Linked DNA regions of Zea mays: region 2 is linked to region 1. Evidence: chromatin contacts called from public Hi-C data. All regions are on one chromosome and are shown on one strand. Each heading gives the region's core, a stretch centred on a gene start, on an enhancer-like site or on the middle of the called end of the contact. The rest is flanking DNA. Distances are from core to core; before and after follow the strand shown.

Evidence for each region. A called contact is a pair of places that touch in the nucleus more often than the background predicts.
Region 2: a contact with region 1 is called in a Hi-C map of endosperm, with 1.8 times the contacts expected there. The contact joins the enhancer-like site here to the promoter of LOC100277753 in region 1. A contact is called at or near these places in 3 of 25 Hi-C or Micro-C datasets (ear, endosperm and leaf) and 1 of 3 datasets of contacts at active chromatin or transcription factors (leaf).

What each region holds. Positions count from the first base shown.
Region 1 is chr7:2,219,799-2,223,753 of Zm-B73-REFERENCE-NAM-5.0, reverse strand. LOC100277753 reads right to left here and starts at 1,299. Exons shown (of 1, transcript NM_001372524.1): 1 at 1-1,299. The coding sequence starts at 1,260. It overlaps LOC541825 (protein kinase CK2 catalytic subunit CK2 alpha-3), which reads left to right and starts at 1,755. Exons shown (of 10, transcript NM_001111506.2): 1 at 1,755-2,012; 2 at 3,559-3,688; 3 at 3,853-3,955. The coding sequence starts at 1,927.
Region 2 is chr7:2,362,886-2,366,847 of Zm-B73-REFERENCE-NAM-5.0, reverse strand. No RefSeq gene overlaps it. Among protein-coding and RNA genes, the nearest start is that of LOC103633644, 23 kb to the right of the region's middle. Within about 2 kb of position 2,592, at least 18 of the 20 cell types and tissues checked have an H3K27ac peak or open chromatin away from gene starts, as enhancers often do. A contact at or near this core is called in ear, endosperm and leaf, where this site is marked.

The DNA of each region.
Region 1 (3,955 bases), core at 50-2,549:
CTCCATGGCCTTGGTGTTAAGGTCGAGGATTAAGACGCCCCTGGCCCTGAACAGCGCGAGCAACGATCCATGGCTGAAGTTGCACCACCTCTCCAGCCGGTGCTTCAGATACCCGTCTACGTGTGGGAAAGGCACCGGCGCCACTGGTATGGTAAACAATGTGCGGGTCCACGCAGGGGTGGTGTCGCCTCCGCCTCCGCCTCCGGCTGCCTGAGTCCAAAGAATCACGTATATGAAGTACACGGAGGCGACCGCGAGCTCGCCGTCGCCGGTGACGTAGAGGAGTTGTTTGCCTCCGACACGGACGGGGATCCTTGTCAGGGAGACGCGTGCGGTGGCCACGTCCACGCTGAGCGTGTACGTGTGGTAGCCGCGTCTGTAGACTGAAGGCCGGTAGCGCAAACCGCCGTCGTCGACGCACAGCCAGTGCGCCGCGCCACGGTGGATGACCGCCGATCCGTCGCCCATCAGCGAGAAGGCGTTGCTGTCCAGGCATCCGGTGGGCTCGCTCCAGCTGCCCGTGGCGGCCGAGTACGAGTGCACGTACACGTCCACCACCCCTACCAGATAATGGAGATCTATTTGCTGGGTGATGACGAGCAGTTGTGAGAACTTGAAGCGCGCCGTCGCCGGCGGATGGTGCTGCGGCATATCGGCGGCCGTGACGATTGCGTAGCCGTTCAGTCTGCTACCGGCGAGGCTCCACTCCAGGGGTGGGAGGACGTGGCGGTAGCCGGTGACGGGGTTGCAGACGCCGAACAAGTGGCAGGCCTCCTCGTCAGGGGTGCGCGGGGCGAGCCGCACCAGCACGATGCCGCGGTGCGCGGCTAGGAGGTCGGCGTTGTCGAAGGCGGCGTCGTCGACGAGACGGCGGGCGCCCAGCGGCGAGCCCGGCGCCGGCAGGAAGGTCGGCGCGCACGACGACGCGCGCTGCTGCTGCTGCGCCGGCGGCGGCGGCGCCATCTGCGCCGGCATCAGCGACGTGTCGGGGCGATTGAACGGCGCGTCCTGCAGGAAGACGCCGAGCAGGCGCGCGCCGTGGCGGCCGTGACTGGGGAAGAGCTCGCGGAGGAAGGCCCGGTCTGTGAAGCGGCGGAGCCACCCGCGGCTTGTCACGGCGAACATGAAGAGGGACTTGACGTCGCCCACGCGGGAGAAGATCTCTTGTTGGAGGTGCTCCGGCAAATTCGAGATGCTAGAGACGACGCTTCTCTCTAGTCGACGACTCTTAGCAGCAGGCGTCGAGTCGTCGACCGCCATCGATGGATCGGATCGGGTGAATGAATGTCTGTGATCGATGGAGTAATTATACCTTATATGTGTATATATACACTCAATCAAACCAGCCCGAGGAAGACGCGAGATCGATCTGGCCGGATTATAAGCGGTTGAGGAGATCGAGGACGCGGATCGGATGAAAGGCAGCCCCGGAAGCGTTCGTATAACTGATTTCGCAAGAGATCGATATCTTGTTGGCCGGCCAGTTATCAGCCAGCCTGATCTCCGGCTCCCGTGCGGTGAGAGGACCCCAACCCCGCGGCCCACACGTCATCCACTCTAGCCACAGCATCTCACGTGCCGCCCCCCACCTCCACCCTTACCTCCCGGCATTTGGGTTACTGACGTGTGGGACCAGATCTAGGATGGACCCACACGTCAGTGACCCAACTGCAGAGGAAATAGCTGCAAAGGATCTCATCCCCCCACCTAGCACATCAACTCGGAGTCGGAGATTCCCCTCCCAGCCGTCGAAAGTCGAAACCCTAGCCCCGCCTCACCGCCGGCGGTGGTGGCAGCCTCAGCACCGGCACACAGCCCGCCGTACCTCTCCTCGTACGCTCCCTTCCGGTGTGCCGTCGCCCCCTCGACCGGTCCATCGTTCGTCGGCTCGGTAGCCGCCGGATCGGATCGGGATCGGCCGGCGCCATGTCCAAGGCCAGGGTCTACACCGACGTCAACGTGCTGCGCCCCAAGGAGTACTGGGACTACGAGGCGCTCACCGTTCAATGGGGGTCAGTGATCTCTTCCCCTCCCCTCCCTTCCGCTCCCTCGCCAGCTCGCGCGCTCTCCTCGCACGGCCTCGGCCATTGTCAATTTTGCCATTATCATTTGTGGGCTTCGCTAGTATGTTATCGGACCTACAAAACACAGATGTCCCATCAGTCATAGACAAGGGATGCATAATCACAGACAGCCAAAACTGAGAGTGGCAAAATAGCAAATTTCTCCTGCCCCCTTCGGTTTCGCCGTGGTATCCGTGCGGCGAAATCGCTTGGTCGGCTCGTAAGGTTGTGCTCGGCACCAGTAGTGTTCAGGTGGAGTTTCATGATGTGATTGTTCCCATTTTTAGCTCGCTCGGGTATAGTCATTTGTTTGGTGCACATGTTCTATAGCTTTGCTGGCGCAACTGGTTGGCCATGAGGTAGCTAGTTAGGCTGTTCACCTAATGACATAATAAGTGCTCATTAATCGCTCCTGCTAAACCTTCCTTTTTGTGATATACCTCGATATCACCACCATTAGGCCATGGATTACCGGTAATTATGAGCTAAAAAAATATTTGATTGCAATTTAATGGATGCCTCGCCACATGATTATGTTCTGAATGTAATTGTATTGCTTTCCTCAATTAGATTCGTCGAGGAGCTGGATTAGTTTAGTGGTTTTGCGAGGTGACATTTTCCTTAACTTGGCTTCTCAGTTTGTCGATTGATTCGGCAGGCATGTAAAACGTTGTTTGGACTGGTACTCAAGTTCTGTTGTCATTAACTTGGTTCAGGAGCGATATATGGTTATGTCCTATGTGTCATAACATACTACTGATTCATTTCATTGTGGTCTTGAATGCGAAACAACAATTCAAGGAAACAACTATGTCTATCTGTACAATCTTTCAACTCCTTTTCAGCTCCATCAACTGCTCAGTAGAGAGCTACATGCATTAAACAAAACCTACTTGATGCGTCGAATCTACTGCAATACCCATGGATTTTGGATTAGTAAATGTGCTTTGCTAAACGCTGATTTCAGATTGTAACCACTACTTGTTTTTTACCATGATCCTTGAGCTTCGCTGTTGTCTATTTGACTCGTGTACCAACACAATTGGCGTTGAGCTTGGCCTGGTTTATTATTGCTTTGATATTCATACGTACTTAACAGAACTGGAGTCTGAAATAGCTATATGTAGAATAGGTGTGGGGGTATGCAAAATATGCATGGAAATATCATACTTAGATGTCAAGTACTGGTGTCTTCTCTCCCTTCTGCATCTTCCAGGTCCCAGATGTGGAAGATAAACCCTGTGCCCGAACAAACTAAACTATTTTATTTTGTCACGTAGATTTTTAGCTTGGTGGACATTTCTGCCTCACGATGGTAGTTCTATTCCCGCTCTGCAATTTTCTTCTTCAAATCATTTTGTTATTACACGTAGTGCTTTGGACAGCCATGCTGTGGCTGACAACTTTAAACTTTTCTCTTTTAGTGTTGTGCAGTTATATTTTTCCCAACCCATTAAATTTGGGTTTCTGACAAGTACCATATCTCTTTTTTCAGTGAGCAGGATAACTATGAAGTTGTTAGGAAAGTTGGGAGAGGGAAATACAGTGAAGTCTTTGAGGGTATTAATGTTAACAATAATGAGAAATGCATCATTAAGATCCTCAAGCCTGTGAAGAAAAAGAAGGTAGACCATGAATCCTATTGTATGCAGTTTGCAACTTGTTATCCCCTGAACCTACTATTTTAGCGGTGACAGGCTACTGTTTTCTTTTCACACCTGTTTAAATTTCATAATTTCAGTGACAATTTTCATCTCAGTTTTAACATATGCTTCTTGTGCTGGTGCAGATCAAAAGAGAAATTAAAATTCTTCAGAATCTTTATGGAGGCCCTAACATTGTGAAGCTGCTTGATATTGTTAGAGATCAGCATTCAAAAACACCAAGCTTGA
Region 2 (3,962 bases), core at 1,343-3,842, 140 kb before region 1:
TTTATTTTTTGTTTATTCAAACTCCGTGACGCAAGGACCATGCACATAATCTATTGGAGCACTCCGTGTATGTACCACTGTGCGCAGAAACTGCTTTCTAGAGAGTAGTTAAATGGTCACTTTGTTTTATGCGTCCTCTACTAGCAGTAGCTAATAACTCAATAAAAACGGGGAAAAACCTGGGGGTACGGATTGGATATGCAGTTGAAATATGACATGTCAATTTTAGTAGCTTCACAATATCTTAATAAGGACACAAATTTAGTAGCATGCATAGCTATTTAGATGTTAGGATTACATGGTAGTATTGTTTACATAATTATTTAGATGGTTGTATCAATATTATTTGTCTAATTATTTACTTGACGGTAATGTTAGACGTAAGTGCATTGATTAATTTATGAATTTTTTTAACTGTATTAGATGGTAGTTATTATAATTACTGACATGATAGTTGTTATAAAAAATATGTGGTAGTATTATTTGCAGTGTTATAGGTGAGATGCCGGATCTAACGTGGGAGTATGGAGAGGAAATTAGGGATGGTTTTAGGTGCAAGTATTACCGTAAAGTGAAGAGCTAAAGAGGTGCTAAAAGATTGAAGTAGTAGCATCTGTATATTTGCTTTCGTCGTTTGAAGCTCCGTCCCTTCCTTCCAAGACCTAGCTAGTCCTAGACTACTACCTGCTCATCAGTCAAAAAATCGTATGAAGCAAAAAAAAAATCTAAGTATTACCGTATGAAGCAAAAAAAATCTAGATGAGAAATAAATTTTGATGGACAAATCAGCGGTATAAACGAAAAAATCTCGACAACAAAAAAAATCAGCGACGGTGAGGCTTGAACCCACAACCTCAAGGTTAAGAGTCTTACACTCTACCAACTGAGCTAGAGAGCAGTTATATATCCGAGCTCGGCGCCATAGATCTTGGCGCCGAGCTCGGTGCCACATCGGTGCCACGTCGTCGGGGTTGGGGCAGCGCAGCACGTACCTCGGCGCCATAGCCTATGGCGCCGAGATGTGTTACCTCGGCGCCATAGGCTATGGCGCCGAGCAAAGGGTCTAAAAATGACATTAAAATTTTTTAAGGTCTCAAACATGAATTTTTTTCCAACAAAAGGACAAAATACAAAAAATCCGGGCTTGTTGGCTTGTTTAAATATCATATATATGCAACAACCCTTATTTAAGAGTAGTACTCTATCTCTATGCGCGCATGTACTACTCGGATTTGTTGGTGGCGATGAAGACAAGTGTCACTAGTTATAGTGGTGAGCATCCTACTCTTGGGCCCGCTAGCTACCTACCTTGTGGACTTTGGCTTGTATATTAGTACTAGGACGACTTATTAAGCTACTAGTACTAAAAAGTGACAAAAAAATATCTAAAGATACGGAGGTCCCCATACCTAGCGCTGATATGTATATATATATATATATAGCATTCAACAGCAATTCACACTCGATTGGCTTGAGATGTCATGGTTTGAATTTAAATTCAAGTTTTTTGGACAAAGTCGTCAATTTTTAACAAAAAAGCATAAAAAACATACACATATAGTGTCTACTTTCTACCACGGGGTTCCCACGTGATGCTTTTGAGCAGGACGTCATTGTTGACCGAGTCAATGGTACGTGCGGGAGCATGTCCGATTGCCCAAGGATTTATACAGATTTAGGCCGATAGAATGTGTAACAACCTGCTTCCTGATGAGGTTGTATATTGGAATTCCAGTGGTGTACGCGGATTACAAAAAATGAGTTGGGGGTTGTGGAGGCTGAGTTCTCCTGGCGATCTAGTAGTGCGTGGTGTATATTCGGAATTCGGTCGCTTCCTCAGCCTAGTTAGTGCCGAGTATTTAGTGTGCAACCTATTCTTGTAAAATATTAGTGTTTCAATCTGCGAATAACTCGAACGTCCGGTCTTCGTCTTTCTGGATCGAGCTCGTCTGGCTTGGTTGTGACCCGAGGGCTTGTCTCGCTAGGTAAGCTATCGGATCAAACAGTACATGAGGTGTTTCTGTGTTCGTGAGGACTTGGAATAACCATCCTCACATATAGGTCTTGGATTATTGGATCAAGGAATATGACCAATACAGCTTGTTGGCTTGTTTAAATATCATATATATGCAACAACCCTTATTTAAGAGTAGTACTCTATCTCTATGCGCGCATGTACTACTCGAATTTGTTGGTGGCGATGAAGACAAGTGTCACTAGTTATAGTGGTGAGCATCCTACTCTTGGGCCCGCCAGCCAAGATATATACCAACAATCATGCGTACCGCGCGCGCAGCCCTACGTACGCCTCCGGTCCGTAGCTAGCTCTCTCTCTCTCTCTCTCTCTAGGCCAATTAGTTAATGCGCGCCACGACACCTTCTTCATGCGTGCGGAGGAGGAGCTGCGGTGCGGTGCGGGTGGTGGAGCGCCGTACGTGGCCAGTGATGCCGACCTGCACCCATAGCAAACAGACGGGCGCCGCCGCCGCCGCCGCCGCCGAGGTCAGGTCCGGTCCGGTCCTGTACGTCGCGCCAACGCCCATGCCCTCCCTCTCGCCATGCATGCACGTGGCGCGCCTCCTCCGCGGGGCAAAAGCGACGGCCACCTCCGCTCCTCTCCGTCCCACGCGCGCTTCCACTACTCCACTCCACGGCACGAGCCCGGCCGCCCGACAGTAAATGCCCCGCGGGCCCCGCCCCTGTCGCTCGCTCGTGCATGCGCGGTTCGCCGCCGGGCGCCGGGCGATCGATCGGGTTCGCTTTGGCAGACCAGGCAGGCGCGTCCGGCCGGAACGGCGCTCGAATGCTCCGGACGTTCCAAAGAAGAACCGAGAACGGAACGGAGTACGAATGCAGAGCTAGCGACCTAGCGCTACCGACAAAGGGCCTCAACGCATATGCATGCACAGGCACAAGCACAACCCCCCTCGAACAATTCTGCACTCCCGTTACGTACTGTAGGAGACATGCATCGACGACAAGCATGCATCGGGGACAGCTATGTAGATGCGCTGCTTACCTTGTCGGTAACTGCTCCACTAATGTTTTCGTCATTTCGGTAAACATATATATACAATATACAAGCATCTTGCTATAACTTCATACTACACACTCGGGGACGAACACACAGGATAAAATAGGAGCGAGATCATAGTTACAACAACGAGCATCAAAATAGCAGAGCAAGGACATCTAAATTTGGCTTGAGGATCTAATGGTGCAAATTTAGATTACTGCTTGTAACAAAGAAATAAGCGGGAGCCTATACCATGTAGAATTCTTCTATTAGGGGATGAGGAAGTTTGTTCCCACGAGAATGTAAATGGAAAAAAATATATCGTCCAACGGATAAACGGGGACGTTCCCATCCTCGTTTCCCACGGACATCCGTTAAACTTACACGTGGTGATGTTTCTATGTAATAGTTAATGATAAAAATAAATAATTACTTTCTCAATAGATCACTTATTGTACATATGCATTAATTTTTATGTATACATAATGATTTTTTAGATTTGATTTGTGTATAAGTGATAATGTTTTGTATTAATAACAAAGAAAATACGTTCTAACTATAATTTAAACGGGGACGAAGGATCATTGAAGGGGATTTATCCTCGTTGAGAACGGAGATGGAAAAAAAATATTCCCCATAAAAAATGGTAGAGATCCACAGAGGAAAAATTTTCTATCGCGAGGATATAAATGAGAAGCTAAAACCGGACATGTTACCATCCCTACCTGACTCCCATGCATATGATGCGTAGGTCCGCCCCTGTACACACTTGTTTTTTACTTTAGCCGGGCACCATAGATTTAAAAGAATCCATAATTTGCGTAAGTTCCCCAACACTATGCGCGTACATAGGCATCCAAAAGGAAGAACCGAAGAAAGGCGAAGGAGAACAAAGATGTCCAAAACGATAAACCAAACGTGACATGTTTTGAGCTGCATTTTTATA